Regions from separate parts of the Mus musculus genome. Here region 1 is linked to region 2. The links are chromatin contacts, called in public Hi-C maps. All regions are on one chromosome and are shown on one strand. Each heading gives the region's core, a stretch centred on a gene start, on an enhancer-like site or on the middle of the called end of the contact. The rest is flanking DNA. Distances are from core to core; before and after follow the strand shown.

Region 1 (6,938 bases), core at 804-3,303, 41 kb before region 2:
CTTTAAAAAAAAAAAGATTGAAACAGTCGTCCCTGTGTACATCCAGGGCATCCATCATCTGGAAGCCACAGCCATCACTGGTCACATTCAAGCTGCTTTCACACACACACACACACACACACACACACACACACACACACACACACACACACACACACACACGCACATGCACACACACATGCACACGCACAAGCACACGCGCACAAACTTGTTTATGTTATAGTGACTTCAGTATCTTTCTTCCCCAACCTGCACGGCACCACAGCTCCAGCATCTGCATTTGTCGAGTCCATGGAATTCAGTGGGATGTGCATGAAGCATGGAGATGAGGTGTACACATGGAAGTCACAGGAAGATGTTGAGTGTACTGCTTTATCATGCTCTGCCTTAGTCCTTGAGATGAGGCCCCTTCTTGTAACTAGAGCTAGACTGGCAGCCAGAAAGCTGCTGAGGTCCTCCTGTCTTCCCGCACTACAGCTCTGGAGTTGCCAGAACGCACACATCCAACTTTTTATCTCCTTTATGTTTATTTAATGTGTAGGGGTGTTTTGCCTACATGTATGTCATATTCGTGCAATGGCCAAGGAGCCCAGGACAGCCATCAGATCCTGGGTACTGGGGTTAGAGATGGCTGTGAGACACCATGTGGATGCTGGTAATCAAACCTGGGTCATCTGGAAGAGCATCCAGGGTTCCTAAGCACTGAGCCATCTCTCTAGTCTCTCTCTCTCTCTCTCTCTCTCTCTCTCTCTCTCTCTCTCTCTCTCTCTCTCTCACACACACACACACACACACACACACACACACACACACACACACACACACACACACACATATATATATATTTGACAACAGGTCTCTCACTGAACCTGGGGTTTATCATTTCAGCTAGACTACTGGCTAGCAAGTCCCTGGGATTTGGGATCTGCCTGGGTCTGCCACCGCCCCCAAGCTCACCAATGCTGGGATTACAGGCTCTATGCTACCCTGTCTGCCTTCTACATACGTTCTGGGGAGATCAAACTCAGGTCGCCATGGTTGCACGGCCAACACTTTACCCACTAAGCTGTTTCCCCAGCCCAAATCTTAAAATTTGGTGAAGTCCAATTTGCCTATTTCTTATCTGGTTGCTTTTTCTTTAGATGGTATATCTAATAAGCTCTTGCTTAAAGCAGGCTCATAAAGATTTAGCTGCATATTTTTTCTAAGCATTCTATAGTTTTGACTCTCACATTTAAATCTGGTCCATTTTGAGTTGATATTTGTACAAGGTGTCCAATGGGAGATCTCAACTCTTTTCTTTCCAGGTGGGTGGATAATTACCCATCATTGTTTGTCAAAGGAGTGTTCTTTCTTAACATCTTTGCTGAGAACCAACTGACCACAGAACCTCCCTTTTATCCTAGCATTTATTCTATTTTTTAAAAAAGATTTGTTTATGTAAGTACACTGTAGCTGTCTTCAGACATTCCAGAAGAGAGCGTCAGATCTCATTACGGATGGTTGTGAGCCACCATGTGGTTGCTGGGATTTGAACTCAGGACCTTTGGAAGAGTAGTCAGTGCTCTTACCTGCTGAGCCATCTCACCAGCCCCTAGCATTTATTCTAAATGGCTACCTCTGTGCTGTGCCATACTGTGCCAATTACCATAGCTTTCCAGTATATTTTGATTTTAAAAAATATATGGCTTGTCACATAGCTATTCAATAAATTCTGAACCTGCAAAGGTACACAAATATGTCCATCTATGTTAATGACATAGCTTGATCATAATACTTGACCGGGGGACTCTCTATAAAGAATTTAATGACACAGCTGATTTACACACAGAGAAATAGCTGTGAAACTTGTGCATGGAAGGATATCCAGTGGCTACCTACTCCAAGGTTTGTTTTACACACTGGAGAGGCAGATTCTATAGAGACAGGCGAACAGAGATGACCTTGAAAAGGGCCACTTTGACATTTCTGTGGTCCAATCTCTCTTCCTCACCTCATTCAATGCCTCATTTCCCTTCAGTGAAGGGATTGTATTGGTTCTCTCTGGTCTAAAGTCCTGAGATTCCATTGTGTTGCTCACAGTGACACAGCTGGCCCAAGGCAAAGCACGAGCCAAGAATGTGTGACAGCTAAACATTTTACTGTTTCCAGGAAGATGAAGCATAAAATAGACAGACCACAGTATTAACCACAACAAAACCCTTGGGCCAAGAAACAGGGCATGGAAATGCTCGAGTGTCATGTTTACAGAGCAGAGCTAACATTTCCAGTAGAATAGCTCTCGGACTAAAGTTGCTTCTCAGTGCAAGATACCTCCTTAACCCCAAATTGCTTTTTACCCCAAGATCGCTCCCTAGTCCAAAGGCTATTGGGATCCTGGGAAAGCTTCTCCCTGAAGGTGTAAGGTCAGACGAGCTGCTCAAGAAACAGAACAACGATAAACTGTTTTGTGGCATGAAAGAGCTTCCCTCCGGCAGGTCCAGTCGTAGAAACAGTGTAGCCCAAGCGTGGAAAGCCACAGAGAGCCACCTTTATGCTGCTTCTCCGGCACAGAGCTGTAGAGGTAGCCAAGGAGAGGCTGGGTCTAGGCAGCTACTTTTAAATGAGTTCCTTCGTTTTTGTTTTTATTTTATTTACTACTTGTGGAGTGTGTGTGTGTGTGTGTGTGTGTGTGTGTGTGTGTGTGTGTGTGTGTGTGTGTATTCCAATTGGCATGTGCCATGGTATGCATGTGGAGAGCAGCTTTTAGGAGTGCTTCGATCATGAGTTCCAAGCATCGGAACTTTCATCATTAGGCTTCAGAACACCTTCGCTGGCTGAGCCAACTGGCTTGCCCTAACTCTGTGGATTTTTTTTTTTTTTATGGTGAGGGACATGCCTCACTATTCCACATATCTCTAGAAATCCTCTGTATTGCAATAGCTTGAATGCAGAACTTGATTCATACCGCACAGGGAAGACAGCTAAGACCCAACATGATGAAGGACTTCCCTGGAGAGACAGCTTAAAGAAGCTAGCCCTGAGGTGTGGCATCTGGCTGTATAACCTAGACCACACTGCTCCATGGTCTCTGCTGACAGACACCAGCTTTCGAAGGCACTGAGACAGTCAGTCAAGAAGGCTGAATCCTGACCCCGTAATGTGCCCTGTCTGCTGTGTCCTGCCTGGTCCTCACCGCAGAGAGGAGACGAGGCTGGGTTAGAGTCCAGTCTGAACCATTCCTGGAAATGGTCCTCCTGGGCCACTCCAGATTCAAGGGACTCAACTTTCTACAGGAAAGTGAGAAGAGAGGACGGTTGGCTGTTTGTCTGTCTGCTGAATGACACACTTATGCTCTCCTTAAAGTAACAAGAGAAGGAGCACTCTCCACCATCACCCCTATCCCCTATCCTCCACCTCTCCCACCCTTCCTCCAATACACTGGGATAAAGGAACAGTATTCCAAGAGGCCCCGACAAAGGACTTCGTAGAGATCTTTGTCACATTGTAACAAAAGTATTTTGGAAATCTCTGAAAAAGGCCTTGGTTCTTAGCTCGGTGGTAGAGCCTTAGCCAGCATGCATGAGTTCCCCGGATTTAGTTGCCAGTACAACAAAAAAGAAAGAGGAAGAAGGAAGGAAAGAAGGGAGGGAAGGACAGGGGGAGGGAGGGAGGGAGGGAGGGAGGGAGGGAGGGAGGGAGGGAGGGAGGGAGGGAGGCAGGGAGGGAGGGTAGGAAGAAAGGAGGAAGACAAATGCAAAGGAAAGCTGTCCATCTCTGATATTTCTGTTGGCGATTGCAGGCTCCGTTGCTTTAGGTCTGAGGCAAGGCTGACTATCCGGATGCTGAGACCCTGTGTACAGGCACGTCCCAAAGCAGCTCATGTCAGGGTGGCCAGAAAGCCCACAGAGAGCTTTTGATGGATATTCTGAAATCATTAAGTAGGAGCTCTCCAACTTGGTCCTTCTCCAAGACGATTGATTGGTTACTGGGATCCTTTTTAGGATAAGGGCTGGAGCGATGACTCAGAGGCTGGGAGTGCTGGCTGCTCTTCCAGAGGTCCTGAGTTCAATTCCCAGCAACCACATCGTGGCTCACAACCATCTGTAATGAGATCTGGTGCCCTCTTCTGGCACAGGCATACATGCAGGCAGAATGCTGTATGCATAATAAATAAATATATTGTTTCTAAAAAAGGACAAATAAATAAATCTTAGGATAATCATGCCAATTTCTGAAGAAGAGATACTTAGAATTTTGATAGGGATTCGATGGATTAAATTTAGAGACTAGTGAGATCTTAATATTGGGTTTTTCCAACCACAGAAACAGTATCTTCCTATTGACTTGGATATCTTCCTCTCAACAGTATTTTGTCAATATAGAAGTCGTGGACATCTTTTGTCAAATTTATATGAATTATTCATTTTGATTCTACTGAAGAAAAATGGTTTGCTTTTTTAAGGATGTACTTTGATATATATTTTATGTGTACAAGTGGTGTTTTGCCTGCATGTATGTATATATACCATGTATGTGCTGACCCCTGGAAATGGAGTTACAAGTGGTTGTGAATGGGGCTGGCGAGATGGTTCAGTGGTTAAGAGCACTGACTGCTCTTCCGAAGGTCCTCAGTTCAAATCCCAGCAACCACATGGTGACTCACAACCATCCGTAACGAGATCTGACGCCCTCTTCTAGGGTGCCTGAAGACAGCTACAGCGTACTTACATATAGTAGATGAATGGATCTCTGGGCCAGAGCCAGCAGGGTCAGAAAGAAAAAACCAAAACAAAACAAAACATAACCCCCCAAATTGTTGTGAACCCCCTTGTGGGTGCTAGAAATCAAACCCAGGCCCTCAAGTGCTCTCACCATTGAGCCATCCCTCCAACCCCTAGAGTTGGTTTTTAAATTCCATTTTCAGAATTCATCACTAACATATAGAAAGAGCTGATTTGGGCCCCGTGAGATGGCTCAGCAAGCACTTGCTGCTCTTGCAGAGGACGCAGGCCGAGTTCCTAGCACCCACATTAGGTGGCTCCCAACTGCCCATTACTTCAGCTTCAAGGGCTCCAGATCCCTCTGGGGCTCCACAGGCACCGATGCAGTATGCACTCAAACAGACACACATGCACATAAATAAATAGATATTTTAAAACTATTGACGATTTTCTATTCATGCCTATGAGATGTATTGGCTCTGTAGGATTTTGTTTTTGTTTTGTTGGTTTGTTTGTTTGCTTGCTTGCTTGTTTTCTTGATAACTTTGTTTGGTACCAGAAGACCTGGGTTCAATTCCAGCACCCACATGACAGCTCACAATTGTCTATAACTCCAGTCAGTCCCAAGGAATCTGATGCCCTCTCTAAGCACTGCACACATGTGGCACACAGACATCCATTCAGGCAAACATTCACACACATAAAATAAAATAAATAAAATCTCAAAAAAAATAAAGTGTCCGACAGAATTTACTAGTGAGTCGACCTGTATCCGGTCTCTCCTTCTTTCCTCCCTGCCTCCCTTCCCTTTTTTAGGTGCTGGGGATTGACCCCGGGGCCTCACTCTTATAGATATGGAGGCGCTCTACCTCAGAGCTACACACCCAAAATAACCCATCACATCCATGGAGATACAATGTTTATAGAACTCCATTATAATCTTTTCATTTCTATTTGTTTCACTTTCACACCCAATTTTAGTGATTTGAATCTTAACCAGTTTTGTTGATCTTTTTATCTTTAATTTAAAGTTATTTATTTCTGTTGGGTTTAGATTATTTTATATGTATGATTGTTTTGTCTGTGTATGTCTGTGTACTGTATGTGTGCCTGATGCCCAAGGAAGTCATAACAGGGTGTCAGATCCCTAGAACTGAAGTTACAGACAGTTGTGAGCTGCCATGTGAGTGCTGGGAATTGAACCTGGGCCCTCTTCAAGAGCAACCTCTAACCCTCAAATCATGTGTGTATGTATGCATGTGTGTATATATAGGTGTGTGTATGCATATGTGTATATATGTATGTGTGGGTATATTTCTATTTATGTATATGTGTATGTATGTGCATGTATATATATGTATGTATCTGTGTATGTATACATTGTGCATATATGTATACATGCATTATGTACATGTGTATATATGTATATGCATGTATATTATGCATGTATGTATGCATGTATAAATATACACATATACATGCATACATACATAATGCATATACATGTGTGTATATGCATGTACATGTGTATATATGTATATATGCATGTGTGTATATTTGTATGCATGTATGTGTGTATATATGTATGTACATGTGTGTATATATGCATGCATGCATGTGTCTATATTTATGTATATGCATGTCTGTATGTTTGTATATATACATGTCTCTATGTTTGTATGCATGCATGTGTGTATGTTTGCATATATACATATGTATATATATGTATATATGCATGTGTGTATATATGTATGTATGCATGTGTGCATATATGTTTGTATGCATGTAGTGCATTGTTATTTTTCTATTCTATATTTTACTTCTGCTTTAATTTTTGTGATTTTTTTCCCCCTCAGGCTTCGGTTTTAATTTTATCTCTATTTTATAGATTTTCTTTGCTTTTCAAGACAAGGTTTCTTTACATAGTCCTGGCTGTCCTGGAACTCACTCTGTAGACCAGGCTGGCCTGGAACTCACAGAGATCCACTTGCCTCTGCCTCCTGAGTGCTGGGATTAAAGATATGAGCCACCACCATCTGGTTTTTTTTTTACAAATTTTTTTTAAGGTTGAAGTTTAGCATGTTAACTTCTAGTTGTTCTTCTTATTTAATGTATGCTTTTAAATTTTGCCCTTGGGAGGAGAAGCAGGCAGATCTCTAGGCAAACCTGGTCCACATAGTGAGTTATAGCCCAGCCAGGGATACATAGTAAAATCCTGTCTCAAACTTTTTTTAA
Region 2 (6,542 bases), core at 2,053-4,552:
GTTCTTCTGCCCAGCCTTCATATGTACTATACCAAATAGGGGCCAAAAAGTAGGTGAGAGATGGGACAGAGACCAATAGTTTGAGAGCCTGAGATGGCTGTGGTGGCCCCAGAATGTAGGTCTGAGTGACCCAAAGCAGAAGCCTAGCTAGTTTAGCAGTGAGTGGGTCTGCCGCCTTCAGCCAGGGGGCGGGGGTGGGGCGGGGCTTCAGCCCTCCTACCTGTGAGTATCACAGCCACTAAACTGGGCAGAGGTACAGGACCACCAAATAAACCTCACATTACTGACATTCAGGGTGGTGAGCAGAAAAGACAGGTGGGCTTCTCTATTCATAAATGCCAAGACCACCGAAGATTGCAGGGTGACTGCCTAAGCCCTGGTGAGGGAAACTTTCTTGACCTGGTCATTCACATCTGGTGGCTCCTTGTGAACAGAAGGGAAAAATATCTTCACTGTTTTTTTAAATTAATTAATTAAATGTATATGAGTACCTTGTAGCTATCTTCAGACACACCAGAAGAGGGCATCGGATTCCATTATAGTTGGTTGTGAGCCACCATGTGGTTGCTGGGAATTGAACTCAGGACCCCTGAAAGAGCAGTCAGTGCTCTTAACCGCTGAGCCCTCTCTCCAGCCCTTCACTGTTTTAATAAATACATTCCAGTCACCTGCTGAGTGTTGGCGCCCTTGTTGGCCACTGGAACAAGGCAGTGGATGAAGCAGACACATCCCTCCTGTCCTTAGAGTCTTAGATGAGGGAAACACAAAGATGTAGATGTGGTGACAACTCAAGGGGACGTAACTCACGAACCCAGCCCAAGTGTGGCTTTCTGGAAGAAGCCAATGTCCCTCAGCAAGTATGAACTCTCTCCAGGTTCAGTAAGTTGAAGGGTGAGTTATCATATAACTATGTACAAGAACATTTAAAAATTGAGTTTGGCTTTGGTTGGGCTAATGTGGAGGTCAGAATTAACCAGTCTCTCCTCATCCCATCTGTGTCTCTGTCTCCTTCACGAAGTTTGCAGGACTGACGACCAATTGGGCAGGAGATCTATATTTCTGGTCCAGTGACTGAGTTTCTTGCCTGAGATGAATGGGGATAGACCTGAGACAGGAATTCTATTTATCTGAGGGACAGCTGAGACATAGCATAGAGAAGGGGCTTAGTCCAAGGAGCTGGAGCTCACACGGGGGCCAAGGGGTGGAAAGAGGCAGGAGAAGGAAAGACCTAGTATTGAGCCGTGGAAATGAAGAGACGACGCGGCCAAGTAATTGGAGAACCCGTGGTCATGGAGGGCAGGCTAGGCCGGTAAAGCCAGGGGAAAGAGCTGTTTCCAGAAGTCAGCGAAAAGGAGGTCGAAAATTATATGTTTTTAAACTGGGGAACTAAACAGTCAGAGTTCTGAAAAACAGACAAAATATATTTAAAGATGGATAAAAAAAAATTGCAGCAGCTCTCCCACAGCACAACAAAATTACCCGTGGGTGAAAAACCACTGCCTTAGGAGTATTCATTTTGATCTATTTGTCATCTGGGCCGAAGTGCCCAGATTCTCGGAAGCCAGGCCTATTGCCTTATCGTACACCAGGGGGCGCACGCGTACTGCTTGTGAATGCAGCTCCAAGACAAAAGCTGCCCTGTGATTTAGGTGTTCCCCTGAACTTGATCCTCAACCCAGATCCCTAAACCTAGCAGGTAACCATTGAGAACCCAGGAGCCTCAATAGTCCCCAGATCTTGTTTTTATTTCTCATCTGATTTTAAATTCTCAGAAAAATCGGAGAGATGCTATGCAGAGACCAGAGCCTTCACAAAGGATCTCACCTGATCCAGGCTGTAGAGGCCAGAAGGGTCTCACCTCTTGTCTTAATGGTGAAGCCTCGTGGTGTGGGATTGGGAACAGAAAATGGCTGGCGTGACCTTGATGACTTTCTAAGTGATAGTTTCACGTGAGGAGCCTGAAGGCTTTGATGCCAAGGCTGGCTCTTGTTTGGAGATCACCAAGTCCCTATAATCACAGCTTGGAATATAAATCTTCAAGCAGGTTATTGGTTTAGTCCCTAGCACTGCACACACTGGACACGGTGGCACGTGCATTTGAATTTGACATGAGGTCAGTGAAGTTCAAATGCAAGTGGATGGTTTCAGGGTGGTGTGGCTGTGGACAAGGAGTCTGGAATTCAATGCTAAGGCGTATACTGAACAGATCTTGAGACCGGGGATCATTCATATCTGCTAGAATTAGTGTAGATGTTGGGATATTGGTTAGCCTCTGGGTGGGGTTGACCTCAGATCAGAGCACAGGGGAAGAGCGGTGTAGAGATAAAGGTCCGTGTGGAGTTTCTGTAAAGCCAGTCCCATCTCAGGTTGCACAATTATTAGAGTTGGATCAGATTATTATACTAAAAGATCACCAAGATGGGAGAGGTATTGAGATCAGTGTCTGTATTAGGGTGTGTTCCCCAACTCCTCTGGTGACCCAGTTCCAATTTTTCTATTGGAATTGAGAGTTTCAGCGTTGGAGTGTTCAGCAATCAAGAGCAGAGGACTTGGGTCTGGTTCCCGGCACCCACACTGGGTTCCTCACACCCTCCTGTAACACCACACGGTGAATATGCATATACAAGCACACACACACACTGGCGTACACACACAAATACATATATAAATAAAAATCTTCTTTAAAAATCAAGAATCCCAGCAGGGAAATGTTCTTGTCTGGGATAGAAATAAAGCAGAGACTAGAACACATGAAAGCACTGGGCTCCGGTGTGAGGCAGCTGCCTTAGCATAGTATTTTCTTCTGTATAAGGGTCTCAATATCTATACCGGACTCCATTCAGACCAAGGGTTGGGGCTGCTATCAATATCAAACTTAGGCCAGGTAGAAGAAATGAAGCCATTTAGTGTTCGAATCTGTAATTGGAGTCCATACACTATAGGCGTTCAGTTAAAAAAAAAATTACTACTTTTTCTGATTGCTAGGCAAATTTTAGGGTCTGGACTCAACATTAGGTTTAAAGGTGGTTCTGGGTTGGATTGGCGGCAGGGGACCCTAGAGAAGTATTACGTACATGTGAGGATTTGGGAGGGTCTGGACTTTTGTGTCTAAGTTTGGTTCTATCCACGCTCGTTCCTGAGGTTTAAGCTCAATTTTGATGTTCCAGGCGGTTTAGACTTGGGGTTGGTCTGCAGCCTCGTTGGGCCTACAGCTCCACTCCTCTACAAGCGAGAGTGCACGAGGGGAGGGGCGGCGCCGGGGACGCGCACGGCAGGGGCAGGGACGCGGGCGCGGGCGGGCGGGCGCGCGCGGCTGGAGCTGGCGCGGGAGCGGTGGCGGCGGCGGCGGCAGAGGCGGCGGCTCCGGCTCCAGCTCCGGCTCCGGCTCCGGCTCCTGCTCGGGCGGCGGTGGAGGTGGCGGTGGCGGGAGCGGGCGACGGCGGCGGCAGCGGCGGACTGAGAACGGCGGCCTCAGCGGCTCGAGGGGGGACATGCAGACCGACGGCCCCCGGAGAGGCGGTGAGTGACCCCCCGAGCCCCCTTCGGGCCCCTCGATGCGCGGCCCTTCCGCGCCATCCCCACCCTGCCCCCGCGTCCGTGGAGCTGAGCCGGGGGCGGGCCCGGGGGCGCCCGGAGGCCGGGCCGCGCCCCCACCTGCCGCGCCCGCGATCTCGTCCGAGCCCCCGCCGCACCTGAGCCGCAGCCCGCACCCCCCGTGCAAAGTTTCCCCGCGCCGGTGGGCGCCCGGTTCCCCATCCGCCGCGGTCGCGCTCCGGGGGCGGCCTTCAGCCTCCCCCGCCGGCCCCGGGCGGGTCCAGGCCGCCTCCCCCGTCCCACGGCGCCCCCTCCCCGCCGGCGGAAGAGCCGCAGCCGACGCCGGGTCTCGCGGGCAACCGGGCGCACGTGCGGCCCCGGGACGAGCGGGGCGTGAGTTGCGAGCCCCCCTTCCCTGGTCTCCGTACGGAGCGCGGCCCGGGGAGGGGCCGGCCGGGCGGTCCCAACCCCCACCTCGAGCGGCGCCCTCGAGGCCCCAGAGCGGCTCGTCCCGGGAGGACGGGTGCGCTCGGACCCGCTCCGAAAGTTCACTCAGTCGCCTCCCGGCGTCCCGCCCCGTCCCGTCCCGTTCGGGTGTGCCTGGTCCCCAGTCTCTGCGCCCGGGTTTTCGTCTCGGCGCCTTTCTCGGTTTCCCTAGGTGTCTCCGGCTCCCTGTGTCGCTCACTGCCTCCCGATCTTCCTCCCTGCGGTCTCAGCTTGTCCAGCCGTGGGTTTCTCTCCCTTTCCAGTCTCTGTTTCTCTCCCCGAGTATCGGGTTCTTTCTCCCTGGTCTTCCTGTCCTCTTTCCCCAGGTCTCCGTGTTCCCTTTCTTCAGGTCTCCCTGTTCCCTCTCCCAGGTTTCCATGTTCCCTCTCCCCGAGTCTCCGTGTTCCTTCTCCCCGGGTCTCCCTGTTCCCTCTCCCCGGGCCTCTGTGCCTCCATGTCTCTGTAGCTCCCTCCTTAGGTGTCTCTCTGCTTGGTGTCTCTGAATCCCCCTCTGTCAGGCCCCCTCCCCCACGTCTCCGGAATGCGGCCCCTCTGGTTCTTCTTACCCCGGGAGGGGGAGGGGCTAGCCCTTCTCCCCATTTCTCCCCCTCCCTCTGCAGGGCCCCTGAGTTGGAGCAGGTGGGGTGGGAGCTCTACCTGCCAGTAGCTGTGGAATGGGAGGGAGGACCACCCTGAGAGCAGCCAGGGCCGGCCTGGGGATGCTGGATAACCAAGGGCTGTTGTTGAGGAAGACTCCACTTGTGCTGCTGAAGGGCCCAGGGTGGCATCCTGAGTGACCCGGTGCTGGCTCTGGCCTGGGAATACGGGGAAGTATTTTCTGGTTGGTAGGCCTGGGGAAGGAAGGACAGTCAGTGGTAGTTCCTGGATGAAGGGCCCAGTCTGGGATCCTCTGGGAGGTACCAGGAACCTGATAGGATCCAGGGGAGAGGTCTGACAGGAAATCGGGGGCCGGGCAGGGGGGGGGTATTCTGTTTTGGCTCCGTTTTAACTCTTGCTTCAGGGAGCGTGAAAATCCCTGTTTTTACAGATTATGTGGATATGCCTAGGGCTCCAACGACTCTTTAAGAACAAGCCTTCACTCTCAGCTAGGGCTCAGGCCACATACCCCATAGGCCCCACCTTCCCACCTGCCTTCTGGGTCTCAGCTCACCCTCCATTCTGCCAGTGCACTTCACAGTCCCTGGAAGGAGGAGCCCTCCTGCAGAAACCCGCTGTGCTTGCACACAGGGCACACCTGTCTGTGCGTGCGCCCTGCACACTCAGCCTCAGGCCTTGCTGCACACATGCTTTCTTGCACTTTCTAATACAGTTCCTTCATGGTTTTGTTTCCCTTGAGTCACCATGGTCCTCTTCCCTTCCTCTAATGGGGACAGTTTTAATAGGATCCTTCTCTTCTCGCAGCCGCATCCCCTTCCCTCTGTCCAGGCCCATGTGTTTAGGGCTATGGGAAGAGGACTTTAGTTCTGGGTGCCAGAGAAGCAGTTTGCTGGGGGTGGGGTGAGGTGAACTGCAGCAAGGCTAGGCTGGCTGGAAACCTTGCCTTGTGAGTTGTATTGATGTGTAGCAAGATACTGTTCCCGGTGCTTTGTGCTGTCTCTATACTTCTTCCCAGTCACCTGTACTAGAGTCAGTTTGAGGACCTCAGTGGGAGGAGGTAGCCCCCAGCCTGAACAACCTCTGCGCTCCAGCGTGACAGGGCAAGATCTCTTTGCGGGTCTTAGGTTCAGTCCCCTGTAGAAAGATAATCGAGACTAGGGTGGGCCTCAGGGCTGCTATGAGAAGCCGAGAGAACTGTGCAGCTGTGGGAGTGAGCAGGCACTTCGTGGGGAAGGAAAAGAGAGTCAGTAACCTGTTATTGATTGCTGTCTGTGTGCCAGGCACAGGCCTAGGCACTTTGGGCCTGGCAGTCTTGCTTCCTGTGGGACTAGCAGCTGTGTAGAAAGGGAAGCCTCTCTTAGCAGCTGCTGAGGTGGGTGACAAAATCAACTGTCACTCCAAGCCCAAGCGAGAGGATTGGAGCAGTTCCTGTGTGACAGGGCAGAGTTGCAGGTTCAGTGTGAGACGAGTCTCAGAGACTACGGATGGGCTCTCTGAAGTGGGCTTTGACAGATCAGTAGGAGTTTGCCAGCTGAAAAAGAGAAAGGATGCTTTGGATGGAGGGAAGGGAATTAATATCAGCAGCATTGAAAATAATGCAGTGGCAGGCCTTACCTTGCAGGCTGGAGGCCCTGGATTCAGTTCCCGGCACTGCACAATTAATTAATTAGTTAATTAAAAAGTTTAGATGGTATGAGTAAAGATGGAGAGATGTTATCTTTTGTGGTGTGTTCGGAGACATAGCAGCTCACGGAACCTTGGATGTTCTGTGAGGTACTTGTACAAGACTTCTGAAACCCCAGAGGGGAGAGGCTAGGAACTTAAGGCTTGGGTGGAGACCGTGGGTCATGCTACAGCCGATTTCTTTCCTAGAAGATGGTTCTGGGCTATGGAAAGTTCTGGGT

What was found. Hi-C and Micro-C count contacts between places; a contact is called where the count stands out from the background.
Region 1: a contact with region 2 is called in a Hi-C map of the MNK3 cell line, with 2.6 times the contacts expected there. The contact joins the enhancer-like site here to the promoter of Ptprf in region 2. A contact is called at or near these places in 4 of 39 promoter capture datasets (hippocampal neurons, liver and maxillary cranial neural crest), 3 of 15 datasets of contacts at CTCF or cohesin (CD8 T cells, the NIH/3T3 cell line and pro-B cells), 29 of 484 Hi-C or Micro-C datasets (the C2C12 cell line, the HPC-7 cell line, LSK cells and 20 more) and 5 of 115 datasets of contacts at active chromatin or transcription factors (double positive thymocytes, embryonic stem cells, intestinal crypt epithelium and 1 more).

What each region holds. Positions count from the first base shown.
Region 1 is chr4:118,327,191-118,334,128 of GRCm38.p6, reverse strand. No RefSeq gene overlaps it. Among named protein-coding and RNA genes, the nearest start is that of Ptprf, 39 kb to the right of the region's middle. Within about 2 kb of position 2,053, at least 33 of the 459 cell types and tissues checked have an H3K27ac peak or open chromatin away from gene starts, as enhancers often do. A contact at or near this core is called in the MNK3 cell line, muscle stem cells, myocytes and 4 more, where this site is marked.
Region 2 is chr4:118,288,157-118,294,698 of GRCm38.p6, reverse strand. Ptprf (protein tyrosine phosphatase, receptor type, F) reads left to right here and starts at 3,302. Exons shown (of 33, transcript NM_011213.2): 1 at 3,302-3,519.